2 separate regions of the Mus musculus genome follow, and region 2 is linked to region 1. Evidence: chromatin contacts called from public Hi-C data. All regions are on one chromosome and are shown on one strand. The core of a region is the stretch at or near the end of the contact, and the rest is flanking DNA. Distances in the headings are between cores, read along the strand shown.

What was found. A called contact is a pair of places that touch in the nucleus more often than the background predicts.
Region 2: a contact with region 1 is called in a Hi-C map of CD8 T cells, with 2.0 times the contacts expected there. The contact joins the enhancer-like site here to the promoter of P2ry10b in region 1. A contact is called at or near these places in 1 of 39 promoter capture datasets (the C10 cell line), 3 of 484 Hi-C or Micro-C datasets (B cells and CD8 T cells), 2 of 115 datasets of contacts at active chromatin or transcription factors (effector CD8 T cells and memory CD8 T cells) and 2 of 9 other capture datasets (adipose tissue and liver).

What each region holds. Positions count from the first base shown.
Region 1 is chrX:107,147,647-107,154,222 of GRCm38.p6, forward strand. It overlaps P2ry10b (purinergic receptor P2Y, G-protein coupled 10B), which reads left to right and starts at 1,281. Exons shown (of 2, transcript NM_001122596.1): 1 at 1,281-1,501.
Region 2 is chrX:107,219,854-107,226,771 of GRCm38.p6, forward strand. No RefSeq gene overlaps it. Among named protein-coding and RNA genes, the nearest start is that of Gpr174, 33 kb to the right of the region's middle. Within about 2 kb of position 5,203, at least 15 of the 459 cell types and tissues checked have an H3K27ac peak or open chromatin away from gene starts, as enhancers often do. A contact at or near this core is called in B cells, CD8 T cells, effector CD8 T cells and 1 more, where this site is marked.

The DNA of each region.
Region 1 (6,576 bases), core at 31-2,530:
AAAAAAACCTGTTAAGAGATGTAGCCAGCAGTCGCCTGGTTCATCAGGTTTCAAGGGGGGCAGGGAACAAGGACTCTTATCTCTCAAGTACTGGTAATTTGAGTGGTAATTTGGTCAGAAATCTAGCCTCATGCTACCTATCTTCTGAGTCCCTGAGTGCATTTGAATGAAAGGATAATAGTCTAATTTGCTTATTACGGTGAAAAGGTGCAGAGGAAGGCACACATCCATTGCTGATTTTGGATATAATATAACCAGTCACTTCTAACTTATGCCCCTTTGGTTCCCTTGCCTTAGAGCATTGCACATTAAACTATGAGTGAGGACAAAACAAAACCGATCAAAAACTTTCTCCCATAAGTTGCTTTTGTGGGTATTTTATCACAGCAATAGGAAAGAATCTAAGATATCCAGGTACTAATTCTGGCTTTGCTTGCTTTACTTTTTAGGGTAATTACTTCTTTTTTCCTTTTGAGGCTTCATGCCTCATAGCAACATCATCCTCATTTGCTTTTCCTGATATAATATAAGAAAATAGAAACTGCTATATGAAAAGGGAAAGGTACAGAATAAAATACATTTCCAGGGATCCTCATAGTGTCTTAGTTACTGAAACTTTAAAAGAGTAAAACAAAGGTCACTAAGGAGGAACTTTCAGTTCCAAAGCTTTGCTTTTGTTTTACTTCATGTTTTTAAATGAAAGTCTGCAAGTGACTACTACCTAACCATTTTAGTGGGGCTATAAGATTACAAAATCCTAAAAGGTTGTATTTGAGATCCTTACCAATCCATTCTGAGAAACTGTAATGCTTTTCAGGCATTTCACTTCTTCTCCAGATATGCTTAAAGCTACCCTAATAATATCTTTACAATATAATTTTAAGAACTTAATGTGTTACTATTGTTTAAGTATATGAAGACACAATTCTTAACCTCAAAGAAGACCACAAATCACACATTAGGTCATCTCTTTTATGTGACCTTACTAATCACCACCTTTTTGGTGATTTCAAATTCTTCCATTTGGGTGACCAATAAGATTTGTCCTAACTCCCAAAGAAGTTTTTATTATTACCATTGCTTAATTCCTAAAACAGACAATATGGCAAAATGTAGCTAATTTGGAAATATTGACCTCATATAGCCAGCCTGAAAATCATATGTGACTCAGACATATGCCTGCATGCTCATAGAAAGGGGGGGAAAAAAGGAAGAAGAAAGATGATGATAGAATAAGTTGGGCGTGTGCATAGCAGGAAGCTCAGTGCATTCTTGACACATTCTCTTTCGAAGTACCATAGCAAAGGCACATGACCGTTTATGTCTTTAGATGGAAACATTAGCCATTGTAGTCATGGGATGTAATGATATCTAGAAGCACAGTATCTTTTATAAGTTTAGGAAACTGTGGTGTAGTTAGCTAGATAGTAGCCTTCTGAGTCCTGGGAATGGATTTCTCTAAGAAGTAGATGCCGGAAGATTGCAGCAGAAAGAAGCCATGGTAAGGAATTAAATATGATGGGAAAAAATGGGGAATCAATATAAAATTGATACTTACTGCTTTCTGTAAAAACGCAATTAGGATTTTATAAACATAAGAATTGATTTTTCAATGGTAAATAAAATTCTAACAGTTAAACTGGCTTTTTGCATAGCCCACAATTTAAATGTTCAGAATAGACTGAGACAACGACTGTAATACGTGGCAAATTAAAGTCAGATACTCTGTTCCTGATTGAAGAAGTGTACAAATCATGGAAACTCTGAATTTATCAAAGCCAAAATTTGAATTTACTTTGCCCACAATATCCTCTGAGGCAAAGGCTTTCCCAAACAACTGAGTGATGCTGACAGACAGTTCTACCTCCCATTAGAGGTAAACGATTTTGTTTTTTTTTCCTGTTTTGCTGAATAAACTACGTTACTTCCTCTTCTAGCTGTAAAAGCCTGCAGTTCACTACAGGATATCTGGGTAGAAAGGGTAAGGTTCTTGGCTTTCTCTTCATACATTCAAAAATAGAACTAAAAAGCCTCTGTGAATTGAAAACGACAGTGTGATTTTCTGCTGCTTCCACTGAAAACTTAATTCTGAGTCTGCTAATATCTTACCTTTGGGGGGATATATTGTTATGAAGAATGGAGACTTCAGTGAGGTAATATCTATTTATAAGTTTAAGTGGTTAAAATGTTCGCTGAAACTGCTGCATGCTTTCTGAGAGGAAATGTGGCTGTCTAGATAGAAAGCTCCTTTCTCTACAATTTAGCATGCCACTGACAAAAACCAGGGGTTCAGACTTGTAGTAAACATTGCTTCTAACAATTCTGTGTTAAAATTGAGATTGTGGTTCATTAAATGCATTTTTGTTAGTGTGAGCCAACGGGAGAAAATAAACTTACAATTTTAAACCCATGGTTTGTGTCAACCAAATTAAAGCAGCATTCAAGTAGTAAATGCATCTAAGTGCCTTAATCTTTTCATAAGATGAGACTTGACATGTTTTCTCAGATTGGGACATTTTCCATGCATGCATTTTCCGGTGGGATGTGATGGCTTCAAATAGCACAAAAGGATTTTCATCAAGCCCTAGAACTTAGCACAGCTGTCGAGTCTCAATGGGGCTGATTCTCAGCTTACGATGAACATTTCTTTGGATGTATTTTTAATTTGAGAACATGGGAAGCATTTTCAGAAGGCGTTCCAAACATTTTGCTGTCTTTTTTAGAAGGAATTCCTTCTGTGGTTTTAAAAAAACGTGTTCTTTTTAAAGTCTGCTAATTTCACATGTGGAATTTGATCCTTCTATATGTAAAATTATCCACGTGTGTAAAATTACATGATTTTATGTGAGATTGTAAGCCTTAGTAAAATATGTTTAATGTATTTATTAGGAAAATATAAATAAAACCTATTTACATCAACATTTTCCTTCTCCTGAGATGAGGAAATCAGTGTATTTTGTACATATTTAATTTTCCCCAGAGTGAAGTGTTGAAGATAGTAAATAGCACCTTTAAAAAATTGTCCAAATGGAGTTTTTTTCTGTAAAAATTTAGGATAAATGCTTTATTGTACTACTGTTTTTTTCCAGTAACAAAATGAAACTAACAGCTGTAGACTACATGAGCGTGACTCACAGAATGGCACTATGTGTATATTATGGTTGCCAAGCGGCACCATACTGTCTGCTATTGAGAAAGCTTTGCCTAATCTCCCTGACCACAAGTATGGGTGGGGCTTTTTTCCTATAGCAAAGTTGTTCCAAAGTGACTGATACTGGGGCCAGTATATGAAATCCAGGCAGGCTAAGAAGCTGCAAAGCTCTGGGAACCTCAAGAAGGGCTGAAATCAGCAGCATTCCCTGGACAGACCCTCTTTAGAAACAGTTTTGGTGGGGTTGTGACAAAAGATGTCCTCAGAAAACTTAAAGTTCTGGGTGGAGTTTTCGCCACCAGACAGTTTCCCCTTCCCCCACTCCACCCAGGAAGTTTAATGAGAAGAAAGATCAGTTGTTCAAGTGGCTTTTGAGACTAGATGAGGGAAGAAGGAAATTAATCATCCGTGTGTCCCTAGCAGCAGACTTTTAACACAAAGTTGGAGCTTAGTAGGGACTAGATGTTTGCTGAATTGTAGAACCCTAGGGGAAGGGAGAGGTTTCTGTTGGCTGACTCTGTGCTGATGTCTTACTTTCTGCAGCTGTGAATGTGTGTGTCCTAGAAGGCTGAGAAAGAAATTATTCACTAGAGCATGAGACATTTTCCACTTGGTCAAACTTATTGCTCAAGATTGGAAAAATAATACTTGCCTGAAGTTTCTAGTGGTATAAAATTATAATATACCACTAGAGTTAGACTTACAAATTGGCAACTGCCTAGGCACATTATTCTGAGGCTGGGAAAGAAAAAAAAAAAGACAACACTTTGAACTGGAAGTGTTTCTCTCTGCCTTTAACCAGAAATGTCACTATGAATAAGCTAATCCAGAAGTTATTTATGGTCTCTCAAAGTTCTCCTTTCTTAAGACACAAGTGATTCTAATCATGGCAAAAGGTTAAGCTAGTGAAAAATTAGCTAATGAGTTTATAGGCTGAGTTTTTTGGTAGTTGGTAGATTTTTTTTTTTACAAACCAGGAAGGTCTACATTTTAAAACATACTAAGTAATTGAAAACAAGGTAAGGGAGCCAAAAGGAGAGACATTACAGCATAGAATAAAGAGACATTTTCTGACTTCACACATCCTGCCTACTTATTAACCAAGAGCATAGTTAAAATACATACTTAGATCACAACAGCTAAACATAGCTATAAATGTGGACACTGTCAATCATGGGTAAAAATTTCTTTTCTATGTTTGGAAATTTCAATCCCACTTCTTAAACTTTATTACAAATAAAGCATGTAGCATAATTTATTTTTACACTTTACATATATTTTCTATCATTTATTTTCCTCCTAAAATATATATTATATTGACAAATAGTGGTGTATGTTTATGAGCTACCATATGACCTTCTGATCACAGACTTACCTTCTTGGGGTAAAAATATTTATTTTAGCAATCTTGTCATATATGTTGCTATTTACTATGATCACCAGGCAATGAAGTTCATTGTTATAACATTTTCTGGTTTAACTTTTTACTTTTTGTTTTTGAAATTTTAGTGTCTTGAGACAGGGCTTCTCCTTGAAGCCCTAGTTGTTTTGGAACTTGCTCTGTAGAAGACCTGGCCTCAAAACTCAGAGATCCTCCTTCCTGAGTGCAATGATTAAAGGCATACATAACCAGGCCTGGCTAACGTTGTACACTTTAATTACCATTTCATTTTTTTTCTCTCCTCCCCCTAGTCTCTGGCAGTCATTTTCTATTCTCTGTTTTTAAGAAATCAATTTTTTTTAAATTTCACATATAAGTGAGATTATGGGGCATTTTAAAACCTGGTATATTTTCCTTGGTACATTGTCTTTCATTTCTACCCATTTTGTTGCATGTAATATAATTTTTTTCAATATTACACAGTATTTTCTTGTGTATATATGCCACACTATTTTTCATTTTTCTACTTGTAGACTTACTGCTTTCATATCTTGACTATTTGTGACTAATAATGAAATAAGCATAGAAGTATTGATATATCAACATGCTGGTTTCAATTATTTGGATACATGCTCAAGATCAGAGTAACTGGATCGTATACTTTTATTTTAAGTTTTGAGGAAAATGAATTTTGTTTTCAAAAGTGGCTGTACTGATTCACATTCCTACCAGTAGTGTGCAAATGTTCCTCTTCTGGATGGCTTCTGTGTGTTGGTTTTGGCCTGAAAGGAGACAGAAGCATTTCTGTGGGTAAGTCAGAGAACTCAAGGTTGGGCTTGACATTCAGAGTTTCTCACATGCGAGCTAGGTCTGATGGCAAATTCAGTTCAATGGTTGCTTGAGGTGCTTCTGAAGTTTTTGCAATTGAACTTTCTCCAGTCTGAGAATGATATTTACAACAAACACAAAAACAAATTAGAAACCCATTTCTTTTCCTGTTTTTATTAGTTATTTTATATATTTACATTTCAAATGTTATCCCTCTTCCTGGTTTCTCCTCCACAACCCTCCTATCTCATACCCCCTCCTCCTGCTTCTTTGAGCGTGAAACCCCACCCACCCACCCACTCCCACCTCCTCACTCTAGCATTCTCCTACACTGGGCATCGAGCCTTCACAGGACCAAGGGGCTCTCCTCCCACTTATGCCAGACAAGGTCATCCTCTGCTACATAAGAGGCTGGAGCCATGGGTCCCTCCATGTGTACTCTTTGGCTGGTGGTTTAGTCCCTGGAAGCTCTGGGGGTTCTGGTTTGTTGATATTGTTGTAGAAACCCATCTCTTAGCTTTGGATCACACACATTACAATTAGCAGCAGGAGTGGAGATGCAATGATTTCCTCCATATATATTATGTATGAAACATCTGAGACACACTCTCTTTTCTTAGTTTCTAGTCAGTTGAGCCTTAATGAATCTCTTCAAGAAATTTAACAAAACTTTTTACTTACGAATATATTTTTGTTTCACAAGAAATTGAAAAAACCCCTAATTCCTTGTGTACGTTTCACCAAGTTTTCCCTAATGATAAGATCTTAAGAAACTATAGTATATTATCAAAAGCAGGAAGTTGAAAGTGATATAAAACAATGAACTAGACTGCAGAACTTATTTATATTTCATCAGTTCTGGCAAGTACTCATGTGTGTGAATTTTATCACATACATTCATACGTTCAAACAACATCACCATCTATTTGAAAATCATTTATCAGCACAAAAGTTCTCCTTACATCCAAACCCACCCTAGAGTATAGCTCGTTGATAACATTTCATAAGCTTTCCACATCAGCATTTTATTTTTGTGTTGAGTACACAATACAAATAGAATGGAATAACATATATCCTTTTTAGATGGGGCATTTTCACTTATTTTGTTCCTTTGAAGCCTTTTTTTCCTGTATCGATAGATGGTTCAGTTTAAAACTAAACATAACACCAAGACAGGGCTATAATAAACCTTGTTTATCTGTTTACCTATTAATCC
Region 2 (6,918 bases), core at 3,953-6,452, 76 kb after region 1:
AGCATGTTATACTCTTGTGCCTCATTAGATCATATAAATCTTCTGCCTTTTTACATGTATATGCAAGTAATCTTGTGCTACATTTGAAATAGTATCAAGATTTTAAAGAAATTGTAGCACTTGGGAGTTCGAAACAGATGGATTTCTGTGAGTTCAAAGTCAGATTAGTCTATATATAGAGTCCCTGACCAATTAGGGCTGTGCAGTAAGACTCTGTTTCAAGCAAGAAAAGTTCTTTGTAAAAGATTTATTTAATATATATATTGCATGTACATACGTCTATGTGTACTTGATATCCAAGGAAATCTTAAGAAGGAATGGATCCCCTGGAATTAGAATTATGAACAGCTATGAGTCACCTTTATAGTGTTGAAAACTCAAGTGGATCCTGTGTAAGAACAGTAAGTGTTCTTAACCACTGAGCAATCTCTCCAGCCCTCTCCTCAAATATTAAAAAAAAAAGCATAGAAGTGTGTGTTTGTGTATGTGTGTATACATGCCATTAAATGTCACACAGACAGAAAATTTTCCATGGGGGATAAAAAGAGCAAAGTGAGTAACTGAATTCCTTTGTTTCAGAACTTTGTATTAACTCGGAAAAGAACAGTTCTAAAACTGCTAACCAACAACATCCAAAATCTGTTTTTGAGAGCCAAGGTTTTTCTTACAGTTTTATTGTGAAGATATGCTGCTACATTAAGAGAAGCCCTCTGTTACTATTGCTACCTCGTCCGGCTTCTCCAGCTTAAGGATGTATTTTCTCTGTTTTCCTAATTAGTAATGATCATCATGATATTTAACATACACAGTATGGGTTAAGATACAACAGGTTTTTTTAAAAGTATTTTTATAATAATCACAATCTGTATTATCACCATTGATAAACAGGTTAAAATATTTATTGTGTGAATGGTATAGTACTGAATATTTTCTAATCATATTCACATCTGCAACATAAATACTCACAACTATTCTATGTGGTAAGTGAAACAGGACCTGCCATCTCTGTTTAACAGATTAGAAAAAAAAATGGTCCAGATACCATAGGTATACCAAGTTCAAATGCATAGATTTTACAGTGTAAATGAGACTTGCTTTACAATTTATTATATGTATTATTTATAGATTTTGTATCTTCTGCTCTTTATAAATCAATTGAAAGAGGCACAAAAATTTTATTTTACTTTCAAATTAATGGTTGCTGCTTAGCTACAGAGAGAAGGTGTTGAGTTAGAGGTATAGGTGGGCCTTTCATGCCACCAAAGAGTGTAAATTCTGAAGTGGAACAGAGGGCCTGTGAGGACTTACAAGGGTGGATAAAAGGAGTAGTTCACAGCTGTGGGAGAAATGCAAGGTTATGCATGAACCTTGGAATTTCGCAGCTCTAGGGCCAAATCTGCAGAAGCTGGGGCTCAGGCTGGGTGATTAGAGTGGAGCATGGGGAATGTGTGCCCTGGGCTCCATGAGCTACTGGAAAATATCATCCCCAGGTATGAAGCCCTTCCAAAGCAAACTGACTCAGAGGCTGCAGCTGGAATGAAATCCACAAATCCTTAGTAGATTTCAGAAATTTGTGTAGTTTCAAGTAACCTCAGAGATAATTTGCCTACAACATCTTCTTTCCTTTTCATGGAGGAAGAAGCAGGCCTGAGTTACATACAGAGTTCCAGGGTGAGCTGGGAGAAGAGTCCAGCCTAGAACTCCTTGTCTACATACAGTTCTTTTCACTTTATCTTGATTCAAAGACTGCAATAGATTTGTAACAAGCAAACAGCAGTCTGTGCTGAGAGACTTTTCAGTTAAATAAAAACTCCATTAGGAAATAGAATGTGATTTCATTTCATATGCTACTTAAAAATATGCTTTCCAGCTGCCCAGAGAGCTTGAAAAGTAAATAATTTAGGTGTTCCTGTGTGCAGAGGGGATTTATTCATGGACAGAGTACAAATATCTCTGAAGAGGACAAGAGTGCTTTCCATAACAAGGAAACCAGCAATGCACAGCTGCAGGATAACAGAAGAGTTACAAAACATGTTTGGAATCTCACAGCTTTAGAGCCAAATTTGCAAAATCTGTGTCCCATACTGAGAACACTGATCTGAGTATGGGAAATATGTACCTCTGTACATCTACAGCTCCAAGATGGAGAGGGCTTCAGCCTTGGGTAAGGAATAACTTCTAATAGTAAACACCTGCTTTCTGCAGTGTTTGATGGTGAGTTAGGCCATGAAATATGTGTGTTTTCTTATAAATTAATGCAAAGCAGAAAGAATAATGCTGAAACTATGGGTAGCAATAAGTACAGACGATTTATAACTCATCAAGGAAACCTCTCAACATTCTATTACTACTGCAGTGAATCCTTCTTCTCATCACTACTTTGACACTTTGAGGCATCATTCACTCTTTCATTTACTTTGTTTGTCCTCCAACTTAAATCTATTCTCTCCTAACTGTCCCTTCTGTCCTTACTAGTGACTTCTCAGATTATAGTTACTAAATCTACATTGAAATTTCTATTCCATTGAAGCTGTTCAAACTCATTATATAATTAGGATCTATAGCAAAACCATTTTATACCCATTATATTTGGGGTATTTATTAATATTCTTTTAAGTTATTATTTATATTCATTTTATCTCAGAATCTTAAAATGATATTAAATAGTGCTAAATAACTAAAAAGAATATCTAATTAAGTTAGGAGGTGAAAAGTAGTTTCTAGAAAGTTACCATAGTAAACATCGTACATTGTGAAGGCTCTATTGTATGCACTCAACTCTTTCATAGAGCAGAAGATAAGCTCCAGAAAAATATGCATGAACAATCAAATCTGTGTTATAATAAATTATTTCTAAAGCATTCTATCTGTGCAAGACACTTTTCAGATAATCTTCACAGAAAAACAAAAATTTAACTGGTTAAAATTACCTAGCAAACACAGAAGTGGATGCTCACAGTCAGCTATTGGATGGATCACAGGGCCCCCAATGGAGGAGCTAGAGAAAGTACCCAAGGAGCTAAACGGATCTGCAACCCTATAGGTGGAACAACATTATGAACTAACCAGTACCCCTGAGCTCTTGACTCTAGCTGCATATGTATCAAAAGATGGCCTAGTCGGCCATCACTGGAAAGAGAGGCCCATTGGACTTGCAAACTTTATATGCCCCAGTACAGGGGAATGCCAGGGCCAAAAAGTGGGAGTGGATGGGTAGGGGAGTGTGGGGGGGGGAGGGTATGGGGGACTTTTGGGATAACATTGGAAATGTAAATGAGGAAAATACCTAATAAAAATATAAAGAAATAAATAAATAAAAATAAAAAAGTTACTTAAAACAGAATTTAATTTTTTTCTGAAATTTCATCTGTGTTAGAAGCACACAAGCACGTTAGAAATGATTGAATTCTTTATTAAGAAACATTTGTTGGATATAACAATAAGAATCAGAGTCACTTGTACTTGAATTACGATAATTTTCTTTGCTCTGCCTTCTGCATCTCTCTTATGGAAACTTTGTTTCTGAGCTTTTTGGGGGCAGGTGTGAACACAAAGGAAGACCTTTCTTCCTTTAAAGACAGGGCTCCGCCCTGAGAAAGTCAAGGCATAAGCTTATCTCATGCCATCACACAGATGTAAATTGCATAAACTCTATACCCAGAAATTATGGTTGCAAGAATGAAAGTGTATATTTACTCAAATTCATTTAATAAGGCTAAGATTTCACCTAGAAGTGACAGAGAATCCTAAATGCTGATGAATACCACATGTGTGTGCTCATAAGATAGAAGTTAAATGCTGGGAGAGTCTGTTCAAGAAAACCAGGAATTATACTGTACTTCTCCCACTAGTAGAAAAGAGATTTATTCCAAAACAAACATGTTGTCATCTCTACCTTTGTAAGATGACATAAGGCTATGATTACTGAAAGCTGTAGATCATAAAGACAGCTTTAATGGGTCTAACATTTTTGGAATAGAGGTGTGATGGAATGTTTATTTTCAACTTGACAGGCTCTGTAATCAACTAGGAGATAAGCCTGTGAGGGCTTACCTTAGTTGAGGTGGGAAGACCCATCTTGAGGGTGCCACCATTCCATGAACATGTGCTCCAAACTAAAAAAGGTTGAAAATGAGCTTTCATTAATGGATCTCTGCTTCTTGACCAAGGATACAATGTGAGAACAATCTCATGTTCCTGCCACCAGTAACTTCTCCATTGCCATGATAGACTTTATTTTGGTATTATGAGCTAGAAGCCACCCTTCCCTCTTTAAATTGTTTTTTTATCAGGCATTTTCTTAGAACAAGAGGACAACTAGCTCATAAAAGAATGAAGACTTAAAATCTAAGAGTCCTGTCATAAAGTGAAGATTTTGGAAAGGATCAATTAAGGGACAACAAAATAGGAGATGCTTCAAAATTTCATAGGCAGAAAGAGGAAATGAGACAACTTTGAAAAGCTCTCTGATATTGCAGTGACTCTGGAGATTCAGAATATGTATGCCTATACTACTACTTACTTTCAAAGCTTCCCCAAGCCATACAGATCATGAAGTAAACAGTTAAATGTGTGAAGGGCCAAATGCCAACTAAATAATAAACTAATAACCTAGGAATTAAAAATAAGATCACATTCAACTCTGGCCGTCTGTAAGGCTACATATGCCCAAAATAGTTAATAAAGAGTCAAGATCTCTTATAAACAGCTATGAAGTAGTCATCTGAGCTACTAATCCCAGTAAGAAAGAACAGCAAAATAAAGCTTACCTAAATTGTTGACAGGTTTCCAAGCCACATGCTTACATAAAATGTGATAAAGAACAAAGTCCAGCTGACTCTGTGTATTTAATTATACCACTGATAATTAAGTGGTTTATGCTAAACAAGCGAGCCAAAATTGAAGAAATCTGATTCAATGATGTAATAGTACAGAGAACGATCTGAGATGGGACATCAGATACTGACAAGTCAGGAGAATCACTTTTCAGACACAGAAGTCAAGTTATTGAGCATAAATTGCTAACCAAACAAATAACATTAATAATTGCCAAAAATGGAGGATACTTAGTAGCAGTATTACTACAGAATATGACTTCTCTTGTTTTTAGAAGTACCAAAATCAAGACATATAGAGACATAATAAAACATAACCCATACACAGGAAATGTGACTCATTCTCAGGAAATGAAGCAAACTTTAAAGAAATCTGAGAGGCTAGAGAAATGAAATGGCTGAGTGGTGAAGAACAAGTACTGTGCTTGCAGAAGACCTGAGTTTGTTTCCCAGCAGCCATGTCAGGCAGCTCACAACCGCCAGTAACTGTAGCTCCAGCAGATCTGAAACCCTCAATTGGCCTGCATGAGAACACTTTTACACATATATTCACATATACACACAGGCACATACATATAGATACGTGCATAGACACACACATATAAAAATAAAGTCTTCAAAAGCAGACATTTGGCAAAACCGAGATTTCGGACTTTGTAGACAAAGGTATTACAGCACCTATTTTATGTATTTACAAATAGTAAAAACTGCTCACAGTAAACCAATTAAGTATATATGGAATAAAAATTCTCAAATGAAAACTAAAACAACTAAAGTATGGCATTTATTAGAGGAGAACAAGAATACATTTGCTTTCAAATTAATATGGAAGGGAACTGGAAAGGAGGATATCATTTGAAATCTAAATGAATAAAACGATTAGTACAAGAAAATCTAAAACAAAATAACAAAATTAAAGACAGACGAATACTGGCTATGATGTATAATGAACAGAAACAAAATGTATGAGAAAATAAGTAAAGTCTTGGGTAAAAGTGTGAGACATGTAGTAGGGATACTAGGAATACAGGAAACAGACAGGGAGTTAGGAAAAAAATAAAGAAAGAATATCTATGGATTTTATAAATTTTTAAAATAATTGTCTAATTTAATAAATACAATGAGTATCAAATGGAACAAGTAGAAAGAACTCTACCAAAGAGTCATATCATAGTAAGAATGTTAAGAGCTCAAATAGAGAAAATACTGAAAGTAGCAAGAGGATGCAGATACAGCCAAAATCTGATGAACAATGGAAATCACAAGAAGTGAGATGAATTATTCAAAATGTGTAAAAACATGTATAAACTAAGAGTAAGTTATATTCCACAATAAAAACCTTCAAAAATAGACTTAAGGCATTTTAAGAAAAACTGAAACAGATTTACTTGCTAGAAGACATGGTTAAAATGAAGTTTCAAAGATATTTTAATTTGCATTTTCTTAATTGCTAATGATGATGAACACTTTTTGAGTATTTCTTGGCCTTTTTATTTCTTCTATTGATAACCCTTGTATAGATCTTGTCTTAGTTAGGGTTTTAACTGCTGCAATGAAACACCATGACTGAAAAGTGAATTGGGGAGGAGAGGGTTTATTCAGCTTACATTTCCATATTTCTGTTCAACATCAAAGGAAGTCAGGACAGGAACTCAAACATGGCAGAAACCTGGAGACCGGAGCTGATGGCGAGGCTTTGGGGGGGTGCTACTTACTGACTTGCTCCTCATGGTTTACTTAGACTGCTGTAAGAATAGAATAGAATAGAATAGAATAGAATAGAATAGAATAGAATCCAGGACCACCATCCCAGCAGTATCTCCATCCACGATGGACTTGGCCCTCCCCCATAAGTCACTAATTAAGAAAATGTTTTACAGAAAAATGGAGGCTTTCCTCCTCTCTGATGACTTTAGTTTCTGTCTAGCTGACATAAATCTGTCCAGCACAGATCCCTTGCTTATTTTTAATTGGGTCATATGTTGCTTTAACGTTTTGTTTTGTGAGTTCTTTGTATATTCTGCATATTAACTCTCAGTCACATGTATATCTGACAAATATTCTCTCCCATTCTGTGGGACTT